Regions from separate parts of the Mus musculus genome. Here regions 1, 2, 3, 4, 5 and 7 are each linked to region 6. The links are chromatin contacts, called in public promoter capture Hi-C maps. All regions are on one chromosome and are shown on one strand. The core of a region is the stretch at or near the end of the contact, and the rest is flanking DNA. Distances in the headings are between cores, read along the strand shown. Region 1 has its middle 15 kb from the start of Gm23440. Region 2 has its middle 33 kb from the start of Gm36341. Region 3 has its middle 28 kb from the start of Gm38542. Region 4 overlaps Rapgef2 (Rap guanine nucleotide exchange factor (GEF) 2). Region 5 has its middle 33 kb from the start of Gm52609. Region 6 holds the start of Fstl5 (follistatin-like 5). Region 7 has its middle 91 kb from the start of Gm36341.

Region 1 (3,672 bases), core at 646-3,145, 2.9 Mb before region 6:
TTGTCCATCTGTTCTCTGTTGTGTGATCCCAATCCAGATGATCCTTTAGTGCCTGAGATTGCTCGGATCTACAAAACAGATAGAGAAAAGTACAACAGAATAGCTCGGGAATGGACTCAGAAGTATGCGATGTAATTAAAGAAATTATTGGATAACCTCTACAAATAAAGCTAGGGGAACTCTGAGAGAGAGAAAGTACTTTTGATTTCCATTTGACTGCTTTCTATGAGCCCACGCCTCATCTTCCCCTGTGCACATGTTTACCTGACACAGCAGTGCTGCGTGTTGTACATACTTGGAACAACAAACTAGAAATACTGTACTTCTGTACCAACATTGCCTCCTAGCAGAGAAGTGTGTGTGTGAGAAGCCAGTTCTCCGGGCATAACCTAGGTGTGAGACTAAAAGCTTTCCTTATTGACTTAACTTTGGATAATGGCAAGATGTGAGGGGTAGTAGGTACACAGTGTGTGCTTGGATGGGAGGAAAAGCTCCAGTGACCCATAGGAGATTGTCCTTAAGTGGAGTCCATCCAATCTCAAACAGTCATAAAAAGCAAGGTGAAGAACGTGAAGCTGTTTCTATATTCATTTCATCCTGAAGGACCTACAACTTAGGTGAAAGTTATGACCAAACAGATTAAACTACATGCTGTGCTTTAAGGTCTAAGGTTAACGGATCAACATTTAAATGGACTGGAGCTGTTAGTACATAAAGTGTGGTGGGCTTTGTTCCCAACACTTCACATCTCCCTGCCCTTTCAGCCTTCCTCCTTTTAGCCCCTTTCCATAATCTTTGGTTTGTATGTGGTTTCTCAGTTAATACATAGCTAATAGCTCTTATTTTTCTTATGTTTTTAACTGCTTTAGGCCTATTTCGATGTAAGGGTGGAGATGTATTTGATGGAAATCTGTGTGTATATTTAAGACCCTGTTGCTCCTCTGGAGCTTGTACGTTCACGAATGATTCATCTGTGTAATAAACTGATTACTACAGTCATTACAAAAAAAAAAAAAAAAAAAAAAAAAAAAAAGAAAGTTAAATGCCATCAGATCTTTCTGTTATCTCATGTCTGAAGCCTCTCCTGTGTCACAGGAGGAACAGGGTCAGGAGATGGGAACTGCGCGGTGCTGAGAGCTGTTGAGCATGGTGACACATGCGAGTAGGCCTGGCACGTGGGAGACTGAGGCAAGAGAGTAGGAGTTCCAGGTCAGTCTAGGCTACATGGTGAAATCTTGAATCAGAAGCAAGGCAGGGTGATGCAGTGCGGTGCGGTGCGGTGCGGTGCGGGGCAAACCCAGCAAAGCATGATGGGACAGGCCTTAGGGCATAGCTCTTTGATAGAGTATGCATGTGTGAGGCCTAACTTTCTGTCTCAGATACAGTAAAACGAGTGTCAGGACAAAATAAAACACAACCCCGTGATGTGAAGGGAATGTCACTGTGGGTTTCTCTTTCTACTCGCACGGTACCCGAGGGCATTGCTTTGTCACTATTTTATTCTTGGCACTTTCCAAGTATTAACCATCAAGTAGTGTTCCTTTTTCCTCAGTAAGTTTCGAATCGACATTGTAGCGTTTATTGTGTAGAAAAAGAATTTTATCTGTTGCTCGCTCATGTTCAAAATGCTGTTTCTTCATTGTCCTTACAGTTTTCTCGCATGTTTCCCTAGAAAGTTAAACTTAGCTTTGTTCTCCACAGTTGGGGTTTTTCTCAGCGGAAGCAGTTTACCCACAGAATGAAATCTAAGACAAAGTTCTTACTTGTTCTCTCACACACAGGCAATGTGTTTTTTTTTTTTTTTCTTCTGGTCAGCTGTTAAAATGCTTAGCCTCATAAGTAGTGGGAACTCTAATTCAGATCAATTTTATGAGACTTTTCTGGCTAGAGCAAAAGGATGTGGTCAGGAGAGGGAGAGAGGAAAGATCTGAACTCACCCTGGTTTCCTCCGGTTTGGGTTAAACTGAAAACCGACTTTTTTTTTTTTTTTTTTTTTTTTTTCTCACGATTCACTTCTTGGGTCCACAGAGGCTCTTCTCATGACATCTCTTGGGAATCTCAGCAGCGGTTCCCACGACCCAGGGTGGTGGCTGTCTTCTGCAGCGTGTCACTTTATGGTGAATATTTGGGTGTTCCTTGCTCTCATGTCTTCACTAGGGGCATGGTATACAATGCATCTATACCGCCTCTATCTCTGAGCCAGATACTCTCATTAGTATCTTAAATGGCATCCACTCCCCTTCCCTGGTGATAATATTTCAGCTTCTGCCCCCAGATGGTAGCTTGCTATCCATGTCTCTGTTGCTGTGATAAACACCATGTCCGAAAGCAACTTGGGAAGGAGTGGGCTTGTTTCACCAAACCATCGTCCAGAGAATGCAAGGCAGAGAGAGACTCAAGGGAAGAACCTGGAGGCAGGAACTGAAGCAGAGATGGGTGTACTGGCGTGATCATCTCCCTTTCTAATACAATTCACACCCACCTATCTAAGGACCACAGTGGCCTGGGCCCTCCTACATCAATTAGAAATCAAGAAAATGCCCAGAGACATTCCACAGGCCAATTAGATGGAGGAGAGCCCTCTGTTGTAATGCTCTCTTCCTTGGTGTGTCTAGGTTAGTATCACATTGATTAAAAAAATAAACAAGACATTATTTTCATTGTCTACAAAAATATCTTGAATATCTTTAAGATAATACTTAAGTCTTTTTCATGTTTGATGGCTCCAAAGAATCTAGCTTATCAAAGACTATAACTTACTGTATTAGTCATGGTTCTCTAGAGAAACAGTCCTGATGGTAGAATAAATGTATATATTAATTTGTTAGACATCTGTTAGGGCGGCTTACAGGCTAGACTCCAGTTAATCCAACTACCGCTCTCTACGAATGGAAAGTCGAAGAATTCAGTATTTGCTTAGTCCAAAAGGCTAGGTGTTTCAGTTAGTCTTCCATATATACCAGGATCTTGAAGAAATAGCTCTAATTCCAGTGATGGCATGGGCTTGACAGCTAGAACAAACAGGCCAAGAACAAAAGCTTCCTTCTTCCATGTCCTTTATATACACTGCCAGCAGAAGGTATGACCCAAATTAAGGGTGGCTCTCCCCACCTCACAGTTTTGGATTAAAGGGGTGTCTTCCTACCTCAAATAATTTAATTAAGAAAAATCCCTCACAGGTGTGCCCAGGCACTTGGTTTTCACATGTATTGTACATGTAGTCAGCTTGACAACCAAGAATGGCCATCACACTCCCCTAGCCAGGGTCCTGCTCATTAATGCAGTGATTATACTAATTTTTTATTGTTACAAACCATGCTTCCGTGCGTGTTAGCCTATTCTTGCTAGTGAATGTATCTCCAGATAAGTTATAAATAGACTTGATAGCTGACAGGGCTGTGATTTAAAATCTTGATATATATATATATTTAAAAATTAGCTGTCATAGGAATCACACTGACTTAACTGCCTCTTGTAATGTGTGAGGATGCCTGTTTTCCGTAATCTTGCTCACACAGCATAATCTCAAATTTTCCAGGCAGACAAGGCGCACATGGTTTCTCCCTCGGCCTCTAGGTTACATTCCTGAATAACGTAAAGCTTACTGTGGTCGCTGTAACAAATGGCCACACAGGAACTACTGTGGCTGTCAGTAGTTGTTGTTTTCTAGAG
Region 2 (3,329 bases), core at 413-2,912, 2.8 Mb before region 6:
ACTGCCTCTTCCTGGACTGGGCAGTGGGTCTTTGAAAGGAAGTGTTGAGAGGATTCCACTTGATCTTTGGTCCTGAGGTTCTGAAGGCAGGAACACAAATGTTTGCTTGCTATCAGCATGGCCTTGGAGAGGAAGGAAGAAAGAAATTGAGTTTCCAATATGGCTCTGCCTTCTCTGATGTTCTGGAAGGGAATGTAGGCAAGAAGAGGGGCTCGGGAAATCTGCATTTCTCTCCCCACAGAATTCCTTTTCTCTTATTTTTATTTGGCTCCAAGGCGTTAGAGGGATCAATACAGAAGATACTTTCTAGGGAAGGAAAGAAGACGGAAACATGTGCCCTGGTGGAGCTGCTTAGAATATTGAATAGCTTTTGACATAGCTTGATGCAGATGTAAGGTAAAATTCTCCAAGGAGAGAATTGCTACTGTAGTTTGCTGCTCCAGGGGGAAAAAAGAAAGTAAATGAAAGCAGGAGGAGAAAAGTAGAGTCGTTCACTCCTCCCACCTCCGAAGTTCACAAATAGGACAGCGAGTTGAGCATGCAGGAGCTCAGAAAAAGCACTTGGCTGTGATGAAAACTATTTCCTACCCCATCATCACCGCGGCAGAGGGCACTGAAAATGCCTCTGCCTCGATGTTAAATCAAAATTCATTCTCCGGGGCGGCACTTGCTTTCTTTCGTGTTTCATTTGATGGCTGCCCAGCTGACATGGATTCGCAATGGTTACTAAAATATTCACTGCAAAGAGCTGGTGGGAAACAGTTTCATACACTGCTCCTCTTACTCATCTGGATTAACCTTTCTCAGGAAATCACAGCATTGTAAACACCCCTCAGCATTAAATAAAACACAGCGGTGTGCAGCTTTAAATGATTGCTTCAGCTTTTTTTTTTTTTTTCCTGGCCCAACGTGTGACTTGTTTTATTTAGCAGTTTCTGCATTCCCCACTGTTTAGCAATCAGGCACCGTTGAACGTTTTTGCTTCTACTTCCCTTCCCTGGTTTAATAAGGTACAAGATAAAATACTCAGACCTTTCATTTTTTTTTTTTTCTCCCTAGGAAGATCAAGTCTTGAATAAGAATCAAATTTGGAAGGTCAGCGTTCAAAGTTTACTGCTGAGTCTACTTAGTGTTAAGAAAGTACAGACCGTTGCACAGAGAGGCAAAAAGCAAGTCAAGATTGGTTTAAAAACTTGTAGGTATTAATGCAACATTGTGGCTGAGAATTCAAATTCATAAAAGTCAGGAGAGTCAAAATTATGATCCTCCCAGCTCTCGTTATTCCTTCCATGCACACATGATAGTATTTTATGGACTGTATTTGCTGTTATATTTATGCCCTTATATAGAATATGCCAACTTATAGTTGCTAGGGGAAGCATAACTTTCCATTTCAAACTTTTCTGCATTCTAATTTTTTCAGCCCAATTGGAATTAGCACATCTCCCTTCAGTTTCCTCTCTTCTGATTTCTTAAGGAAAATTAAACCAGGTGACTGTACATTCTTGTTTTAAATGCCCACCGATCTTTTGGATTTATTATGTATTTGTGGTCAAGGCTGTGAAGAATACAGAGAAATTCCTTTGTTTGGGAGAGCAGCTTAATGCAGCTTGCAGGTTCACAGTACCCATCCAGACATCCTTTTCAGAGAAAGCAGAGAGGTGCCTTCTGGATCTGTCCAGGGTCCTGACACCCTATTCCAGTGCTGATCCCAAAATGTTTTACACTCACAAAATATGAGAATAGGAATAGTCATTACAACAAAATTAAAATAGCGAAAGGGGTCTGTAATACTTCACAGGCATGCAGAGAATCTGAGCAGAAAAGACATTTTCACTGCACTGACAGTTGCTGCAGCTCCATAAAGGCAAATACTTCGACTCCTGGGTGCAGAGCATCTACACTATCTGCTCTAACAGAGCCTGGCGACCACAGTGCGTTTAGAGACAAAGGGTTGCTCAGACTCATTTACAGACACTATCTGTTAAGCATGATTTTAGCTGGTAGTAATTTCTGATAGAAAGAGTTTGGGAGTTGGGCATTTATATCCTGATGCTGATATGAATGGGAAGTTTTGGTAAGGACTTAATCTCTGCATTCTGATTTCTTAACTGACCACACAACTGCACATTTTTAGAAACTGAAAAAATTGACTGAGTAATTTTTTTTTTCTTTTTTTTTTTCCATTTTTTATTAGGTATTTAACTCATTTACATTTCCAATGCTATACCAAAAGTCCCCCATATCCACCCACCCCCACTCCCCTGCCCACCCACTCCCCCTTTTTGGCCCTGGTATTCCCCTGTACTGGGGCATATAAAGTTTGCAAGTCCAATGGGCCTCTCTTTCCAGTGATGGCCGACTAGGCCATCTTTTGATATATATGCAGCTAGAGTCAAGAGCTCCGGGGTACTGGTTAGCTCATAATGTTGTTCCACCTATAGGGTTGCAGATCCCTTTAGCTCCTTGGCTACTTTCTCTAGCTCCTCCATTGGGAGCCCTATGATCCATCCATTAGCTGACTGTGAGCATCCACTTCTGTGTTTGCTGGGCCCCGGCATAGTCTCACAAGAGACAGCTACATCTGGGTCCTTTCAATAAAATCTTGCTAGTGTATTCAATGGTGTCAGCGTTTGGATGCTGATTATGGGGTGGATCCCTGGCTATGGCAGTCTCTACATGGTCCATCCTTTCATCTCAGCTCCAAACTCCGTCTCTGTAACTCCTTCCATGGGTGTTTTGTTCCCAAATCTAAGGAGGGGCATAGTGTCCACACTTCAGTCTTCATTCTCCTTGAGTTTCATGTGTTTAGCAAATTATATCTTATATCTTGGGTATCCTAGGTTTGGGGCTAATATCCACTTATCAGTGAATACATATTGTGTGAGTTTCTTTGTGAATGTGTTACCTCACTCAGGATGATGCCCTCCAGGTCCATCCATTTGGCTAGGAATTTCATAAATTCATTCTTTTTTTTTTTTTTTTTTTTTTTTTTTTTGTAGTTCACCAGGCCTGGAACTTGGTCATATTCCTGCCTCCTGAGTGCTGGAATTACAGATGAGTGCCAGCATGCCTATTGTTTTTTTTTTTTTTTTTTCCATTTTTTATTAGGTATTTAGCTCATTTACATTTCCAATGCTATACCAAAAGTCCCCCTTACCCACCCACCCCCACTCCCCTACCCACACACTCCCCCCCTTTGGCCCTGGCGTTCCCCTGTACCGGGGCACACAAAGTCTGCGTGTCCAATGGGCCTCTCTTTTCAGTGATGGCCGACTAGGCCATCTTTTGATACATATGCAGCTAGAGTCAAGAGCTCAGGGGTACTG
Region 3 (3,322 bases), core at 352-2,851, 2.8 Mb before region 6:
CCAAATGACTTGGTAGTGGTTTGTCCTTAGTGTAGCTGTGCATCTTAGGGACAGATAGATGGCCACCATAGTCGCCAACAGGGAGACTCACTAAAACTACTCAGCCTAGAATTTTCCAGCACTATTCTGTTGAAACTGAGTTGTTTGAGCACATTAGGGCAAAAAGTAACCTGCATGTGCCAAGTCTTCATTTTTCAAGAATTCTCAGACTTTGTCTTGGATTTTACTAGGTACTTTCAATGTGTGTCCATCCAATTTTCTTCCTCTTCCTCCTCCTCCTCCTTTCTCCTCCTCCTCCTCCTCCTCCTCCTCCTCCTCCTTCTTCTTCTTCTTTTTTTTTGGTTTTTCGAGACAGGGTTTCTCTGTATAGCCCTGGCTGTCCTGGAACTCACTTTGTAGACCAGGCTGGCCTTGAACTCAGAAAACAGCCTGCCTCTGCCTCCCAAGTGCTGGGATTAAAGGCGTGTGCCACCACGCCCGGCTAGCCAATTTTCTTCTTTCACATAGCTCAAAGAATAATTTTTCTACCAGTGAAGCCTATATATGGGCCTTCTTTGCTTTAGGAAAGTGGACTTAAATTTTGGGGTAAAGACTGTGGTCGGCTCCTTACTGATCTAGCCACGTTCCCACTTTTGGCTCCTTTATACTGCAAAACTCAGCTGTAGAATAGTGCCTCTACTGCTTAGAAGGAGACTTGATCTCTGCAGCCTCATGGGTATTGCTCATTCATACTTTCCCTGCCTGGAATATAGGCTTCCTCCTACCCATGACTCTTGGGCTGACTTTTAACTTGGTAAGTGTTTCTTTATGTGTTTCTGATGACTCACTTTAGGAGTCACTGGGATGACCCCATTGCTCTATGCACTGTCTTGGTACCTTGCACTTCTCTTTTTGCATGGTTGCTATAGAGAACCTTTCTGCACCATGCCTCTAGTTGGCCATGAGCTCCATGAGGGCAGGGATTGTGGTTAGTTTGCTGACAGTTTCATATTTTAGTGGATGGTGGTAAACATTATAAATGTTGCCCGATGAATAAATAAATTAGACATAAGGAGGAGGCAGAGATATTTAAGAGATCAGCTCAGCAAACAAAATCAATAAAACAGACTTTTTATTTATAATGTTAGTGCCTTTTCTTTTTTAGTCTTTAAAGACAACTTTTACATGGGGTAAATCGATTGGCTGATGAATCCATAGGCTTTCCCTCTATTTCCTGCAACCATTTAGATCCCACAGTTAAAAAAAACTCAGCAATTCAAGGACTTTAATAGACAGTCTCTTCCAATAACTGTATTTCTATATACATTAGCCACTTACCCTTTGTAAGCTTGGGAATTATTAGGGCCTGCAATTGACTATATTAACCCAAGCCATCATCGTTTCCTTCAGCATAAATAAAAGTAAGCTGTTAGCAGGAGGCCAAAGGCCCAGCAGCCGTTCCAGTACAATTTGGATGGATGCAGATGGAATTACAGAGTCATATTTTATCTGTTGGATTCTGTCCCAATTATGAGCTTAGTCACCACAGAGAGTTCAGAGACAGCAGAGATGGAGGCAGGAAGGAGATGCAGTTTGAAGGGATTCATAGTCCTCAGCAGGATAGGCTTTCTTATGCTCTCAGCAACAGAGACCATGTGATGTTCCCTAAGCATGAATTGTATTCTCTGCAGACTTTCCTGCTGGTGCAGCTGGGGTGGGAAGGGATGGAGGTGGAGAATGGCTGATTTTGAGGCTGTAATTATGTCAGGGCTAGAAACAGAATTGAAATGACCCAGATGGTTAGCCTAATGAAGCTGATCCAAAATTTATGCCACAAGGAGTCAGAACCATACTTCTCTCCCTGTGTGCATGTGAGAGTGTGCATGATTGATTTCTTTGGTGTGTGTGTGTGTGTGTGTGTGTGTGTGTGTGTGTGTGTGTGTATGTGGGTGCAGTTGAAGGGATGGGAATGGGTCTGCAGGGCCAAGATGGAGGTACACTGGGAAGTATCACAACCAATCTGAGCCTTTTGCTTTGGTGATTTGGCCTCAGGCAGACCTGCTCCCTCTCACTTTCTCCAAGATGTAAACTCCTTTTCCTGTGGCTTTGCAAATACAACGTATCTCCTGGGAGAGAACTCTTCCCTCAGGATAAGATGCTGGAGGCAGACCACGCAGAGCGAGGGGCATCGATGCTTATGTTCTAGGGCTCTGGTCCAAATCTTCATCTTGAATGAGAACCACAGGTCACATGCTCCGTAGTCACCTGTCTACGGACTGTGGTTGCCAGCAGGGACAGAGCTATGACCAGCACTGCAGATGCTATGATCTTTTAATTAAAGAACTTAATATATGTAAATCTAGAGAACAGTGCTTGGTGCGTGGTACATATCAATTAACTGTCCATTGTTACTCTATTATCCATTCAGCACATTGGCTGCTCACTTTCCTGAGCTCTCACTTCAAAGGCATTTCTTTAAGGAACTCAAAAAACCATGGCGTTCTAGTGAGGTGAGAAAGGAGACAGTCTTGAGAATAGATTATGACAATGTGTCATCTTAGATAATTGAGAAGGGGCCTTAGTTTTCTCATGTGATGCTGTGGAGGGTCCCTGGAATGCTCCTGTCAGAAGAGACAAATGCTTATAAAACAGTCTGCCGCAGTCATCGCCATTGAAGAGCGGTCATCAAAACAAGAGGCAGTTTACATTTGTCACTCTGGCTGATCCTCTTAGGTCACATTTTAATTTGGCTTTTACAGGAAACTGAAATTCATGACATATAAGGAATCTGTTAAAACAGTATTTCCTTCCCCTTGTTGAGTACGTCACCTGTGACATGTTCTCTGTATACCATGGCTATACCATGAGATATGTTACTGTTATCCTGATCTGTTGCTGAGCCAGCCAGCTGTGGCTCAGAGATGTTCGGTGATTCAGGATCACATAGCCAGGGAGCACTGAAACGAGGACTGGAACTCTTTGTCTCCCAGCTCCTGCTATTAAACTAGGGCTGCCTTGCGAGACAGACTTGCTATTAAGCTGGATTGGTTCTAATCCTACTTGAATGAGTCCAAGATGCACTTGCTTGATAATAAATCCTATTGGTACTATTCAAGAGCTAAGGGAATAAAATGTGTCCTGGGGAAAACAATACTTCAAGAAGCACAGCTTGCCATATGTGCGGAGCAGGAGAAATTAAGTGAGAAGAAAACCAAATTGATGAGGGTTTTCAAAGATACAGGGATATAAACAATCTAAATTAGAGACATGATGTGGTATTGGCTACAGAGTGTGTGATTGTGGGGGTGGGGTGATGAGGGACATTTAAATAGACTGAGCTCTT
Region 4 (3,811 bases), core at 899-3,398, 3.0 Mb before region 6:
CCGCAGGCATGAGCCTTAGAGATTAGAGGATCGGGGCCACACACTGGAAGAAATACTCATTCATTTGTCTTTCTGAACTTCGGTTTTCTCGCCAAGGATAGTATTTTCTAATTCCATCCGTTTCCTGATTTTTGTCATAGTTTTATTTTTCTTTATGGCTGATTTAAACGTCAGTGTGTATGTGCACCGTATTTCCTTGGCTACCCCTCTGCTGGGCATCTAGCCTTTCGTATCCTTGGCACTGTGGATGGAGCTCCAGTAGATATGCATATGCATATATCCTGTAGGTTGGAGTCATGCATATTTGCTAGGAGGAGTATAGCTGGGTTATTGATAATTCTGGTTTAATTTATTAAGGAACCTCTACACTGATTTTCATGGTGACTGCACAGTTGACATTCCCCAGGGCCGTGAAGAGGGACCCTCCTTCCCCCCACGCTCACTAGCCTTTGTTCTCACTGGTTTTCTCAATGACGTTCTGACAGTGGTGCCTCGGTATCTCCCTGATGGCTAAGAATGCTGGAATTTAAACTTGTTACTTGGTCTGTGTGTTTCTTCCTTTTGAGGACTTTTTTTTTCAGCCGAATGGCTTGTTTATTGGTGGCCATTGTGGTTTGAGGTGCTTCATTTTTCCAGTTTTATATGTAGTCTAGATATCAACACTTGTCTGAGATAGAATTGGCAGAGGTTGTCTCCCATTCTGTTGGCTGTGTTCACTCAGTGGCTAGTTTTTATTGTTATGGGAAGTTGATAATCCCGTTTGTCAGTTCTTGGAACTGTTTCGGGTGCTATTTGAATACTAGCCTGGACCTATATCTTGAATTAGTTTCCTCAAGCAGTTTAATTACTTTAGGAATTAAATTGAGGTTTTTGATGTACTTGGGATATACCTTTGCATAGGATGAGAGATGGGGACCTAATTTCATTCTCTGTAAATGGAGACACCAAAATGTCTGTTTTGTCCTTCACATCCCTGGCATATGTTTTAAACACTTTTGTCAAAACTCAGGTTTGTTTCTGCACCCCCCCCCTTTGTTCCATTGATCTTCATGTCTTTTTATGCAATACTGTGATATGGGTGTCACCATGACTCCAAAATACAGTTTAAGATCAGCTGTGATAGTGCTCTGAGCAGTAGCTGGCATGGGGTGCTAAGATGCCTCAGCTTCTAAGTCCCTTTTCATACTTCTGTTGTCCCCATAGTCTGTCTTCTGGTGTCCTTTGCCACACTTTGGTCCTTGTTCTGCTGACTCTGGTTGATGCTTGAGCAGGCGGCAGCACAGGTGGGCACACAGTCAGTGGTGTTCTCCCTCAGTTTCTGACTCCTCACAGACATCCTTTCTGGTTAACTGTCCAGGCTTCACTGTGCCACACTATACTCTTGAGTTAACTGAGTTCAGCCCTCTCCCTGATAGTTCTTTTAGATATAGACAGCATTTACTTATATAACTTTTTAAAACTTTGGTTTTTGAGTAGGAAATATTTTGTGTTTTTTGTTTTTTTTTTTTTTATTTAAAAAGAAAAAAAAATCTTATGAGCTCCGCCTGGTCCAGAACTAACCATGTATATAGAACAGTCTGGCCCCAGACTTGCAGCAATCCCCCTGTCTCTGCCTCCTGAGTCCTAGATTAACAGTCATGTGCCACCATTGCTGGCAAACTTTTAAAAATAGGTTTCATTCATTCATTCATTCATTCATTCATTTATTTTCTTATATACAGCCTGACTGCAATTTCCCCAGTGTCCACCACCTGCCTGCCATATATGTACACCCCCCCTTTTTTACTGATTGTAAGTGTAGGGAGAATTGTTTTTATATTTTTTTCTACTTAAATAGAAATTTATGCCACAGTAATATATAAAAGAAGCCTTGTAAATGTGAACAATTAATGTTCCTTATTTTTCATGATACAAATACGAGTCTTGACTGTCTTTCTTGTTTTCAAGAGACTGCATCTGTTCTTAGGTTGATATTCTTTCAGATTAAAGTAGCTGGTAATTTCTTTCCACAGTTTCCAGTGTTGCCCCTCCCTCCCTCCCCCCTCCCTCCCCCTCCCTCCCCCCTCCCTCCCCCGTCCCTCCCCTGGCCTTTCGATTGCATGTGTGGTCCAGCAGTAGTAAAGGAGATTGTTTTCCTGACAGAGTTTAGCAGCAGAGCGGAGTCAGTCTAACCATAGCTTCCTGTATGTCTGTGTGCAGCGGCTCCAGAGCTCACTGAGTGCGCGGGAGTTCTTTTCGTTCCTCTTGCAGTGGAAGTCAGCTAAGGTCTGCTGGCTCCTGGCAGTTTTCTGTTTGAACTGAGAACAGGAGCAAGAATAACAGTGTTCCCAGAAGTTCTAGGATGGGTGGGGCTTATAGAACCAAGCCTGCTGGGAAAGCTAGTTGACTTGTTAGCTAAGAAAATGGGAGAACCCTTCCAGGCATCAGGCATGGGGCAAACTTTGTGAGGAGAGATTGCCTGTTGGAACTTGCAGTGTGATTTATAAAAAGACAGACCATAAATAACCATGTTAAACCTTATCAAGACCTGCTTAGCCTTTGAAATAAATATAGATCAGGGTCCGTGTGGACTGACGGGACAGAATTTAACCTTCAGGTGCTCTCCAGTTTTGTTGTTGTTGTTTTTGTTTTGTAAGTGGCTTTGGGAAAATTACACTATAATAGGTGAGGTAGTGCAACCCTAACCCCAGCATTGAGGTAGCTGCAACAGAAAGATTAGTAGACCCCAACCTGGGCTAAAAGGAGAAATTTACATTGTACGTGATTATGTCTGTTTATCAGCCTTATATTATGATGGAAATTTAAAAATTGAGTGCTAAGAAAGATTGAGGGATTTTTCATTTAAATATATAAAATTGTCACAGCAAGTTCCCCCTCCCCCTGAACCTTGTGACTTTCAAAGAAGCCTCTCAGGACAGGAAATGAACATGTATTGAGCCAGAGCAGGGCTGAGGAAATGCATGCTACATCCTTCAAAACAGCTATCTTGTAGGTCATTCAGCTAATACAATATTAATGTTGAGAAAATAGATGACAGGAATCCAAAAGTACCTTCTTCGTGTCTTATCCTTGTATTCGTGTCTCCACTTAAACTCTAAAGAATGTGTGGCTACTTCCTAGTGGACTTTGGTGACATTCTCGAAAAGTCAAAACATCTGTTGACATCTGTTGAAAGTAAGACACTCAGACAGGCACAGTGGCGCACACCTTTAATCCCAGCACTAGGGAGGCAGAGGCAGGTGGATCTGAGTCCAATGGTCTACAGAGCCAGTTCTAGAACAGCCAGGGCTATACAGAGAAACCCTATCTTGAAAAATAAAAAAAGAAAATAAGACACTTGCTGTCAGCAGTTTGAGAGTTGGGTCCATACTTCTAAAACTGATGGGTTCTTCTTGATGGAGTTTGGTTGTGGGAGGTTTTGCTTCCAGTTTTGTTTGTGTTGTCTTACTCTGCTAAGATTGCAATTGATGCCTCAGACAAGCCAGACAAGTGCTCAGTCATTGAGCTGTTCTCAGCTGAGTCTTTACTAAGCAGTGTGTTTGTAGCTAAGGAAGCAAGAGTAGTTGAGACACGTCATAGTTTCTTCATCTTTACCAAGAGTGCGTAACAATAGATACTTTTCTCACCATTGAATAAGTAACTTACACTTTATTAGAGTAAAATTTGAATCTCTTAGTCTTCAGGTATTTATACCTTCTTGAATAAACCCCCATTTCATTGTCAACTTACAGTTTTTGCCCATTTGGTGGACCTGTTTAGTTTTTGAAGCTTAAAATATCTAACTACTACATTTACCTTTCTCACTCAGGTT
Region 5 (3,390 bases), core at 125-2,624, 2.9 Mb before region 6:
GGGATCTGAGGCATGCATCCATGGCAAATGGGAAGGTAAGGGTCCAACATCCCTTGCAAGGTTCCACTCCCAATGGCCTAACTCCCTCTTCTTAGGTTTGATCTCCTAAAGGTTCCATAGCCTCCAAATATAGCTGCAGGCTGGGGACCAAGACTTCAAATGCAGGGCTTAATAATTTTCTTATTCTCTTGCTTTAAGACAGGCTTTTGCTATGTAGCCTAGGCTGGCCACTAACTTATAGTAGTCTGTCTGCGCAGCCACCCAAAGGCTGAGATTTGAGACATGTGCTACCAATTTGGGGGAATAATCAAGATCTGAATTATAGTAGCAGCTATCAAATATTTCTCTTTAAAAACAATCAGTTTGTGGCCCCGGACATGGCTCAGTGGGTAAAGCACTGTCCCTGTAAGTGTGAAGGACTGACTTTGTATCTCCAGAATGTAGGTAAAAGCCAGGCATAAGAGTAAATGTCTGAAATCCTGATGCTGCAAAAGTGAGTTGGGAGGTAAAGCTAGGAGCATCCAATGACAGGCAGGTACCTGGGAACACAAAGGCAACAACAAAGAGAGACCCTATCTTGAACAAGGTGTCATGCAAGGACCAAGGCATGAGGTGGTCTTCTAACCTACACATATGGTACATATCTACTTGTATTCACATGAATATGCACACACGTATCTACACAGACAGACATAGCACACACACACATGCATGCACACACACACACATAGACATAACTCACATGGGGGGGGGTGGTGGTTTTTAATCAGGTGCTCAGCTGAGAAGGGAAAGTCACTTAGATGCTTTGAATGTTTTAACTCATATAGCAACACAAAGACCGAAGTGTGTTACTGTTGCAGAGATATGCAAAGCCCAAGCCCTTCCAGCTGGTGGCACTCATGCAGGCTAAGTTTAGAGCCACAAGGAGCAAAGGAGAACTGACATTACTCAAAACTAGCAAGAGAGCCAGCCTACTGGGACATTTTCCCACTTTTAAAGGCCTGCCCTTAGTGGAAGGAAGGGATTGGCAGTGCAGGGTGACTTCCATGCCTGGAGCTCGGTGCTGGATATCCTACCCTTGAGCTTCATGGGGGCTGTTTTGCCATAGGGGACAAGCTTGCTGTGACATGACATCCTGAGGTTGGAGACAAGGCAGATGGCTGTGACTTCAAGGGCTTAATCTCAGGCCGACTTAGATTTTCCTTTCTGCCGGAGATGGAATTGCCTGATTCCCTGTGGGAATTAAATTCTGTTTGCAGTCAAACCAATTTGAATTAATTTAGCAAGTGTCAATTTTTCCCTCTGAACTGTGTAGAATGCAGTTCTAAAATTAGACTGACTAGTGCAGCCTCTCCCAGGCTTTTTTCAGTCTTTGCAGATGGAGATAATATTTCCTGCAGAGATGCTGTCGAGAGCTAAACAGCCCTTCCAAATCACAGTCAAGTTCACCCTGTAGACTTCGGTGCGGGCAGAACCTTCCTGGGGTGGTTCATATGGACCACTAGCCTCCTTTTCCCCAACCGTGGCGATCGCGCACCCCACAAGGGCTCCTGATGGACACTGGCTGCAAATTTCTACTCCCTAGCCGCTTGACAAACAGGCTGGAGTAAAGATCTGCATTTGGATGCATTGACGTTGCTACTGTTCACCCTCTGAGAGCATTTCTGAGGCAGGCGAGTGATCACTCAGGATAGGCCATGAAGAGGTACCAGCCAGCCCTGCTCCTCAGGCAGAGCATTCTGGGAAGCAGATTTAGTCCAAGCACTCGTGCGATGAGCTGTTCATACCCTCCATGATTCAGCACACAGAGACAACACTGGAGACAGAGGTCTGGCCTGTAAGCCATAGAGATAAAGTCCTTGGATCTAGAGGTGTATGTCACCAGTATTTTTAGGTCCTACACATGACCCCTTCCTGTCTTACTTCACCCTCTTAGCGATATCCCATCCTCCTGTCTTTCCTAGCCACGTTTTCTGATTCTTCACTCTTTTGCATTTGTCTCCTCTCTTTGGATTGGTTCGCTAAGGATTGACACCGTTATCACCGTTCTGCATGAAATCCTGGTTTGTTCCAAGTAACAGGCTGGTTTTCCTCTATATTTATTTACTCTTTACAGCTCACAGCAAGGCCGAGCTATGGCTGTGGACAGTATACACACCCCTCTTCTTAGTCCAATTTCCACTCTCAGGGAGACTCAAGCCAGCACAACAACCTTCTCAGGCCTCTCACAAGCTGCTCCCCCTTCCCTTTTCACTCACTATAATGAGCTAACATAGTTCCCAAAGGAGGCTCTAATTAGAACTGCTTATCCTTGTCCCTGTAGGATACCACCAAAATAAACCCCCTCAGTCTACACCCTCTGCGACCACTGAGAGATTGTGCTATGCTGTGTGGCACTCCTCACATGAGAGACTGCGTCACAGACCCAAGATGGGCTCAAGGGCTCATTGACATGAGGACACGAGACTAAGGGCGGTGGGTGGGTGTTCTGAAACCTAGGCCAACAGGAATCAGAGTGTTGCAGGATGCCCTTGAAGGCTTGCACATCAGTGTTCACAGAGGTCGCAGGCACAGCCTCTCTCCAAAGGCTTCGATCCAAACTCAGTGGCGCACAGCTGCTGCCAGCACCCTCAGAGATATTGACACATCTCCTTCTAATGTCTGCTTCTCCTTTGAGCTTTTATCAACGTCTGATCTGCCTGCTTGCTTTTACTTTAGACACCAATGCTTGGTTTTCCTGGGCTCTGTTTCCCCAGTTTGCTTTTCCTCTCTGGGGTGACTCTCTCTCAGCCTCTTTGGGACAACTCTTCCCCTGTTTGTCACCTCTAAATGTTAGAGGACTCATGGGCTGCAGACTTCCCACACTACACAAGTTTCTCCTACATAAGCTCACGTAGCTCCAGGGCTTTAAAGACCACATCTAGGCAAATACATAAACAAAACCAAAACAAGACGAAATAAAACCCCAAACCCAACAATAACAACAACAAAATACCCAGGTTCATTTACTCAACTTAGGAGACACCTTGGAACTCAAACTCCATCTGACTGCCCATTCTCTATGGCTCCTTGGTTGCTAACAGGAATTCCATTCCCAGGTTTAATAAACTATGGCTAGCCAATGTACACGGCACTGCTTAGTATTTACATGTGCACTCAAGTAATTCAGTCATGGACAGATAATGGGCCATTAGCAGGATGTATGCTAGACCAGTATTGTTGGGTTAGAATAGCTGAGAATCTGCCCAGCTGTAGTGTCCAAAGCTTATAATAAATATAGTAAGTTTTCATGTTCTTATTCAGGATCTGGAGTGGTCCCTAAGAACGTTAGCTGCATTTTCCAATTCTCCAACCTGCACTTCACTTACTTTGTAGCCAGCACTAGCCTTC
Region 6 (3,595 bases), core at 162-2,661:
ATCTATGGGAACACCAAGTAACTTCCACCATTTAGTGTTTGCTCACTATGAGCAGTCTTGTATGGTGTTTATCCATACCAAGTTCTCCTTTCAAAACACACTCAGATCACACTGCCAAATGACAAAAGGAACATAGCTTCACGTGAAACCTTTTAAGTCAAAAACGTTCTCTGTTAAGCATGCAAGAGGTTAAAGGTTGATGAAATAGCAAGACATCTTCTCAACCCAAGCTTACCTGCCTCACTCAATCACCTAAGCAGTCAACACTATAATGTAAGCTGATACTATATTATTAAATCAGAGTATCTCATTTGCATTCACCTCTGACCTGACGGGCTGGGGAGAGATGACATCTACTAGGAAATAGCAGAACAAGCAGTCCCCAACTTGGAAATTCACAGGACCTTGGGTGTGAAATCCTCACAGACTGAGTTTCACTAGTTTTATTTGCACCCGCTGCACAACAACATATGTAAATGAAGCCAGCCTGGCAGAAATAGCCCTATCCCTTCCGTCTCCCCTCCAAACCATGTTAACAAGCTCAGCACTTTGCAATTCATGTTTCAGACACACAAAATATTATTTATTATGCAAACAGTAGGTCATTCAAATATGCTTTTAAATTAAATGCATTTTAAAGAACTTGGAAATTTTTATCACATCCATACACATATTTGTGGGCTTGATATTGAACAGTTACAAACCCAAGCCACACTACAAGTATTCATCTAAAATATTTACACTGATAAAGCAAGATGTATCATGACATTAAGTTCACAAAAACAGACAGCTCTCAACTTCCTTAACACTTTAATAATCGTGGTCTTCAGTATTATTAGAAGAGCATCTCTATTGTATCAAATTATTAATTTTTATAATTATTTCCAAAGTCCTGTCTCAAATTATAGAAATAAAAATAACTTATTTTTAAATTTTTTCACGGCTGCCTGCATTTCTCACCCACTTGCAATCATTTATAACAATATTCTATTCTTACCTTATTTGAAGTAAAAAACAAAAAAGTCCTCCAAAAAGATTTCTAAATGATGTGAAAATATGAGTCACAGTGTAAAAAAGAAAAAAGAAAAATAATAACGATGAAAAGATCCTCTTAGGTTGGAAAAAAAATCCAAATACTTTGAGTTAGAACTACAGAATCTCCAAAGTCACGCCTGAGTGGGCGCCCAGATTGCAAACATAGGAGTCTCTCCCACGTCCGAGTCGCACTCCTTTGTCAAGTTAAATTGGGTCCTGTGGTGAAGCGGGTCCCACTGGGCACATAGGGTTCCAGTGGGCGTTGCCTCCAGGTGCCCAAGCAGGCGATCCCTTACACCCGGGGTTCAGCACCGACACTCTGTGGACAGCACCAGCTCCGCTCACGTCCAGTTTGTCTCAGTCACTGAACCAGGATGATTCTCGCGCCTCCTCCCTCCGCAAAAGCCAGGCTGCCCGTCAACCCCGGTGTGCCCCGCCCCCACATCTGACGTAACTGTTTTGCATATTAACTCTCCAGGAGGTGAGGGGCGGCCCCTTGGCTGGGCTTCTGATGGGTTCAGCTACCGCAATCCAGAGGACCAGACTCAAGATTAAAATCAGCATTTGGGCATTGGTCGGACTTTATGCTCCATTCGCGGAGCCCAGCAGAAACTATAAAGGCTGCGGCGGTGTCTGCGCCTCCTCCTTCGCTGGGACCGCGGATCCCGGGACTCTGCGACCTCACAGCCCGCTAGGGAGACCAGGCTTCCTAGTATGGGACTGTGAGGTAAAGAACTGCGCACCAAGAAGTCATCCAGTCCTGTCTCATGCATCAGACCCTTTAATCTTCCAGACCAAACTTTCTCTCTCATTTGGTTGTGGGTGGGTACCTGATTCAGACTTCTGCTCCTATATGGGGCTCTTGGAGTGAGGCCCTGCTGCAGAAACTTGACTGGAAAAGAATTAAAAATATCTGAGCGCAGGAAGGGTATTTGAAAGCTTGTAATGCTTGCCACCTCTCCGAAACAGGATTTTTTTTTTTTTTTTTTTGCCATGTGACTGTTTAGTTTATGATAAGCTTCATAGAATTGGAGATGGCAGGATTTTAGAAGCTCATATTAATAATGCTTTGTTTGAAAGTTCTCAGCTTCAACTCTCATCGCCAAACCAAGAAGCTTGTACAGTTTTTATTATGTCCGATACATCACTTGTTCTATGAAAGATGGAACAGGCTGGAAGCAGTGTCACAGCTTTTAGCAGTTCTCTCAGTGTGTATGATCTTCCTTGTCCCAGGATGCTACAAAAAGGACTTTGACAAAGGAAGAGGCCCAGACAGGTCACATCCACAGTGATCTCTGACTTGTGAAGGAAACAAAAACCAAAAAAAACAAAAACAAAAAAAAACAAAAACAAAAACAAAAAACAACCCACCAAAAACAAACAAAAAAACCACTCCAGGTACAGCCCCATACCTTCCACACAAACTTCCTACACCTAGTGTTAATTGAACAGAAAGTAGTATATAAAACTAAGCCCACGATTTTTAATTACATAAAGCTTTTTCATAAAATGTGTATCATTTTTTTTAAAAAACACCTACTATTAAATGTGCTATTTTCCACAGGATTACACGAGTTCTTCATCGTTTTCCAGGAATCTAAGCAAACTTCTCACTGGGACCACTCCTGTGTTCCCAGCAACGTTAATTAGATGATCAACTTGGGTTTCCTGGGAAAGCATCTTTAACAAACAAAGACAATAATTCTCAGATGCAGAGCAATCTGCCATGCTTTGGTCTCCTCTGGCGACTACCAACTTTATGTTAATATATAAATGGCAAATGTTATTTTGAGCTGCTCATTATGTGGACACACATGCGCGTGCGCGTAGATTTATTGTTTCTGTTCCTGGTGCACTTTTAATGACAGTTTTAGAAACCATGGCAGGAAATGAAAGGTAATTCATGGGAGCAGGTGGGTATTGTCAATTACAATTACAACAAAGCCAGTTGAATAGCCTGCCCTTAGGCTGGCGGTGGAAAGAGAAATAACCCAGGCATTGCTTTGATGTCCTCATGCTATGCCGTCAGAGAAGATTTGATAGTTTACTGCAGAAATACATAAGACATTTTTATATAGTCTTGTAAGAATGCAAGAAAACCTATGGCAATTATTTAATCAGCGTTAATTTTCAGTTCACTCCAGTAATAAGACATTAAGGGTAGGAATCCAAATGAGGCAATCATACAATTATTCAAAGTCTAAAAAGGGTGGACTGGGAAGCTTCCAAATACAAAGGTGGGATGCTAATTGTTTTCTCATCATCTCTAAAAAGAACAGAAGAGAGCAAAGGAGAGAGAAATGAGAGAAAGAGCAATAGGAAGTAGAGCAATTCTGACAGACATGCCCAGAAACACATACACCAAACAGGCATCATGGGCTCTAATGCATCCTCCACTGGAGTAGCCAGGGTTGGGGGGCGGGGGAGGGGGAGGGGGCGGGGGAGGGGGCGGAGGGGGGCGGGGGAGGGGGAGGGGGAGGGGGCGGAGGGGGGTAGGGGAGGGGGCGGAGGGGGGGGCGGGGGAAGGGGGCGGTGTTTGTTTACATTCTTTAATGTCCTA
Region 7 (3,455 bases), core at 327-2,826, 2.6 Mb before region 6:
TTAATATACATGTTCCTTAAAAAATAAACTAAAACTTCAACCCATCAGCTCCAAACCACCACCACCAAAAACCCAGCAGCCCCACTCTTGGAAACAAATTTAACACCCCAGAAGAACCCTTGCATGCCCATGATTATCATGGCACCATTCACAATTGGTTATCACAATGGGAACCAACCAAGATATTCACCAAGAATGAATGCAGACATAAAATAATACACATCCACAATGGAGTTTTAATAACTGATATGGAAGAATAAAATTGAGTCAAAGGTGGTGATTGTTACATTAAGCAAGATAAGCTAGACTTAGATTATTATTACAAGTTTCCTCTTTCATGCAGAATCTAGACATGAAAGGAAGAGAGTATTTGGAACAAGGAATGGACCAAAGAGTTTGGAAAGAGGGAACAAGAACAGGTAATGGGATGGAGAAAGAAATGTTCCATGTTTTCTTTTATATGCAGAAGCTAGATCTAAATATACCCAGGCATTTCCTATATCATGTCAGGTTCATTCAACATCCTGGCTCTTGTGAATAGTGAAGCAGAGAAGGCAGATGTACAGGTATCTATGGGGTGTGTTGACTTAGAATCCTTTAGTGGCTTAAACAGTAGGTTAGTTTTTAAGTTTTTTGAAGCTTCTCTCCACATTGGCTGCCTCAGTTCCCTTGCCTCCAGCCATGGAGAATTTTTTTTTCACATCCTTACCAGTCACTTTTTTTTCTGGCTGGTGGCTATTCAGCTTGAGCGAGACAGAATCTCAGAGCATTTTAACTTGCATTTACACGGTGACTGAAGATGTTCCACATTTTCCTAAGCACTGCTTATTGCTTGTATTATGATCACTCAGTTAAGCCTTTTAGATAGAAATGCTGATTTTTGACTTTGACTTTCCTAGTCAAGAGACTGCATACTGAGACCCTTTGCAGTTAAGTTATTTCTCATAGTCAGGTCTTCTGCAGATTCTTGAACTACTATTTCTAGTCATTAATAATTTCATCTGAAATAACCTGTGCATTTTAAAGTGCCATAGAATCATATCTTTTAAAAGTGTAAATAGCTTTGAGGTAAAGAATGCTGTTGAGCTTTTGACTTACCTATTTTTGAGTGTTTATGACTAAAACACGTAACTTAAAAAATTAGCAGTAAATAAAACAATGTTTTATCAGCTTTGATACGGTTTCATTTGAAAGTTTGACTATTACCATTCTTTATGTATTTTTACCAAACTCAATTGACTTATCTAATGTCTCTGGCATTTTAATATATGGCAATTAATAATAACAGAGCAACATCTGCTGTATATTAGCATCTACCACTTTCTCCATCTCCAGCTAAATGTCAAATTCCAGAAAATTCAAGAGTGAAAGTATGTTTCCCATTTTTTCTTTTACATCTTTGTTTTCTCCCGGGCTTTCTATTAAGACATTGGGTAAAGATGTTGCTTTCTTTACCAAGTAAAAGCATTAAATCCATCTACTTACAAATTCAATGGTAAGCTTGCTGTACTGCAGAATATGCTGAGTGTGGACATGAGATCAAGTTTCTCTTGTTGGGGGAAAGAGTAATAATAGCTCTTGGCGGTTTAAGCTGGAAGGGTTATGTTTTTGTGACATTTAAACTAATAATGAAAGGCTGTGGTAACTCTTGAGGGAGTCAGGTAAATGAAGCACAGTAGGAAATGCTGTGTCCTAATCACTGTGGATTAGGGAGGCCGAGGGACCCCTACTAAAATGGAAGGAGCTAGTTTTATCACTGTCAGGCAAAAGAAGAAAAATGGAATGAGAGAAGAATTTGATAGAGTTGGTGATTTTGCACTCACACATACAATACACATTGACATCAGATTGTATTTGTTTTAGTAAGGTTAACTATTTCTGTGATGAAACACCATGACCAAAAGCAACTTGGGGAAGAAGGGGTTTATTTTCATTACACTTCCATGTACACAAACAGTCCATCACTGAAGGAAGTCAGGACAGGAATTCAAACAGGTGTTCAAACCTAGAGGTGGGAGCTGATGCAGAAGCCACGGAGGAGGGTTACTTACTGGCTTGCTCCTTGTGGCTTGCTCAGTCTGTTTGTCTACAAAACCCAGAATGACCAGTCCAAGCCCGGCACCACCCACAGTGGGCTGCCCCCCGTCAATCAGTAATTGAGAAAATACTCTACAGACTTGCCTACAGTCTAATCTTATGGAGGCATTTTTCTCAGGTGAGGTTCTCTCCTCTCAGATGATTTTAGTTTATATCAAGTTGACATAAAACTAGCCTGCACAGTATTGTATCATATTATGCTTGAAAAACTAAGCTTGAGCAAGCTGGTTTCATTCTTTATCCTGACTATCATGCTGCTTTATCCAATTGTAAGAAAAATTATTGACCCAAATTTGTTGGAGAAAATTATTTTCCACACTGTGCAAACTTAACAGACTATTGTTCAAATGGACTCCAACACAGCTAGTTCTTGTCCAAATAATTGAACAGAGGAGTAAAGAACAGGTTATTTTTCTACTGTCCCTGGGTGGAAAACATATCCATGCAATTACTGATTTAAACGTAATCTGATCATGTTTACCAATGACCATATTTGAATTTAACTTAGTTTTTTAAAATGAGATTTACACAAGAAACTAAAACAAACAAACAAACAAAAAACCCATTATATATATTTTGAAAAGTGCTAGAAGGAAAAACCAACATGAAATTTGTGCTGTCCTATTCCACTTCCAAATAATTCTTTTAGAGCTACTATCCATAACTGCAGACAAGCTGCTGCAAAAATTCTCGCTGTTATTTGCTCTCATATTCAAAGCAAGGAAACCACATTTGAGTCATAAATTTTGGAATTGGATCATAATAAGTTTGAAATTAAGTTCTATCATTTGCTAGTTACCTCACTTAATTTTTTTTTTAATTTCTTATTCAAGAACCTAGTAATGGTGCTTCAAAGATGACTTTTCTAGAAGGTGGAATGATTTGTGTGAGGACTTACTGTGATACTCCAGGACTGCTGGGCTGTATATTTAAATGTTAAGAAAACACAACAAACAAACAAAACAAAACAAAACCTCAAAACATCCAAGAGTAATTTCAGTAGTGAAGAAAATAACTTGCAATGCAGAAACTATTCAAATTACTTAGCTTATGAAGCTTGCTGAAAAATCACAGTAATCCAGTAAAGGGGTGACTGACAAAGAACAGACAAATAAATCAGCGAAACAGAATGAATTCACACAAATATAATCGACAGATCATTGGCATGGCAGCTTCTTCAACTAATGGTCCTGAGAAAAAGCTGGGTATCCATGTGTTGAAGATTGAAACTAGACTCCTATTTCTCACTCTGAAAAAAAAAAATGGGCCAAGGTCTTAATGTAAGATCTGAAACTCTGATGCTCTTAGAGGAACGAGTCAGGCAAGCACTTCAAGATGTAATTATAAGCGCCTGAATG

What was found. Promoter capture Hi-C pulls out the DNA fragments that hold promoters and counts their contacts.
Region 1: a contact with region 6 is called in a promoter capture Hi-C map of pre-B cells. The contact joins the enhancer-like site here to the promoter of Fstl5 in region 6. A contact is called at or near these places in 7 of 39 promoter capture datasets (the 3T3-L1 cell line, cranial neural crest, embryonic stem cells and 4 more), 1 of 15 datasets of contacts at CTCF or cohesin (large pre-B cells), 1 of 484 Hi-C or Micro-C datasets (pro-B cells) and 1 of 115 datasets of contacts at active chromatin or transcription factors (astrocytes).
Region 2: a contact with region 6 is called in a promoter capture Hi-C map of second pharyngeal arch cranial neural crest. The contact joins the enhancer-like site here to the promoter of Fstl5 in region 6. A contact is called at or near these places in 11 of 39 promoter capture datasets (the 3T3-L1 cell line, HPC-7-derived erythroid cells, cranial neural crest and 7 more), 1 of 115 datasets of contacts at active chromatin or transcription factors (astrocytes) and 1 of 9 other capture datasets (liver).
Region 3: a promoter capture Hi-C map of hippocampal neurons shows a contact between it and region 6, with 28 times the contacts expected there. The contact joins the enhancer-like site here to the promoter of Fstl5 in region 6. A contact is called at or near these places in 17 of 39 promoter capture datasets (the 3T3-L1 cell line, the C10 cell line, the HPC-7 cell line and 10 more), 2 of 15 datasets of contacts at CTCF or cohesin (embryonic stem cells and pro-B cells), 95 of 484 Hi-C or Micro-C datasets (the AML12 cell line, the Ba/F3 cell line, the C10 cell line and 60 more), 10 of 115 datasets of contacts at active chromatin or transcription factors (SST interneurons, VIP interneurons, astrocytes and 6 more) and 2 of 9 other capture datasets (liver and pancreatic islet).
Region 4: a promoter capture Hi-C map of pre-B cells shows a contact between it and region 6, with 6 times the contacts expected there. The contact joins the enhancer-like site here to the promoter of Fstl5 in region 6. A contact is called at or near these places in 3 of 39 promoter capture datasets (the 3T3-L1 cell line, hippocampal neurons and pre-B cells), 1 of 484 Hi-C or Micro-C datasets (cortical neurons) and 1 of 115 datasets of contacts at active chromatin or transcription factors (astrocytes).
Region 5: a contact with region 6 is called in a promoter capture Hi-C map of hippocampal neurons, with 6 times the contacts expected there. The contact joins the enhancer-like site here to the promoter of Fstl5 in region 6. A contact is called at or near these places in 5 of 39 promoter capture datasets (cranial neural crest, embryonic stem cells, hippocampal neurons and 2 more) and 1 of 115 datasets of contacts at active chromatin or transcription factors (astrocytes).
Region 7: a contact with region 6 is called in a promoter capture Hi-C map of second pharyngeal arch cranial neural crest. The contact joins the enhancer-like site here to the promoter of Fstl5 in region 6. A contact is called at or near these places in 10 of 39 promoter capture datasets (the 3T3-L1 cell line, cranial neural crest, frontonasal cranial neural crest and 6 more), 1 of 115 datasets of contacts at active chromatin or transcription factors (astrocytes) and 2 of 9 other capture datasets (adipose tissue and liver).

What each region holds. Positions count from the first base shown.
Region 1 is chr3:78,962,819-78,966,490 of GRCm38.p6, reverse strand. It overlaps the pseudogene Gm9762. Among named protein-coding and RNA genes, the nearest start is that of Gm23440, 15 kb to the left of the region's middle. Within about 2 kb of position 1,895, at least 33 of the 459 cell types and tissues checked have an H3K27ac peak or open chromatin away from gene starts, as enhancers often do. A contact at or near this core is called in pre-B cells and pro-B cells, where this site is marked.
Region 2 is chr3:78,824,049-78,827,377 of GRCm38.p6, reverse strand. No RefSeq gene overlaps it. Among named protein-coding and RNA genes, the nearest start is that of Gm36341, 33 kb to the right of the region's middle. Within about 2 kb of position 1,662, at least 4 of the 459 cell types and tissues checked have an H3K27ac peak or open chromatin away from gene starts, as enhancers often do. A contact at or near this core is called in second pharyngeal arch cranial neural crest, where this site is marked.
Region 3 is chr3:78,906,955-78,910,276 of GRCm38.p6, reverse strand. No RefSeq gene overlaps it. Among named protein-coding and RNA genes, the nearest start is that of Gm38542, 28 kb to the left of the region's middle. Within about 2 kb of position 1,601, at least 21 of the 459 cell types and tissues checked have an H3K27ac peak or open chromatin away from gene starts, as enhancers often do. A contact at or near this core is called in SST interneurons, VIP interneurons, brain and 2 more, where this site is marked.
Region 4 is chr3:79,070,213-79,074,023 of GRCm38.p6, reverse strand. It overlaps Rapgef2 (Rap guanine nucleotide exchange factor (GEF) 2), which reads left to right. Exons shown (of 24, transcript NM_001310536.2): 21 at 3,809-3,811. Among named protein-coding and RNA genes, the nearest start is that of Gm52609, 15 kb to the right of the region's middle. Within about 2 kb of position 2,148, at least 59 of the 459 cell types and tissues checked have an H3K27ac peak or open chromatin away from gene starts, as enhancers often do. A contact at or near this core is called in pre-B cells, where this site is marked.
Region 5 is chr3:79,021,850-79,025,239 of GRCm38.p6, reverse strand. No RefSeq gene overlaps it. Among named protein-coding and RNA genes, the nearest start is that of Gm52609, 33 kb to the left of the region's middle. Within about 2 kb of position 1,374, at least 37 of the 459 cell types and tissues checked have an H3K27ac peak or open chromatin away from gene starts, as enhancers often do. A contact at or near this core is called in hippocampal neurons, where this site is marked.
Region 6 is chr3:76,072,377-76,075,971 of GRCm38.p6, reverse strand. It overlaps Fstl5 (follistatin-like 5), which reads right to left and starts at 1,411. Exons shown (of 16, transcript NM_178673.4): 1 at 998-1,411.
Region 7 is chr3:78,699,197-78,702,651 of GRCm38.p6, reverse strand. No RefSeq gene overlaps it. Among named protein-coding and RNA genes, the nearest start is that of Gm36341, 91 kb to the left of the region's middle. Within about 2 kb of position 1,576, at least 1 of the 459 cell types and tissues checked has an H3K27ac peak or open chromatin away from gene starts, as enhancers often do. A contact at or near this core is called in second pharyngeal arch cranial neural crest, where this site is marked.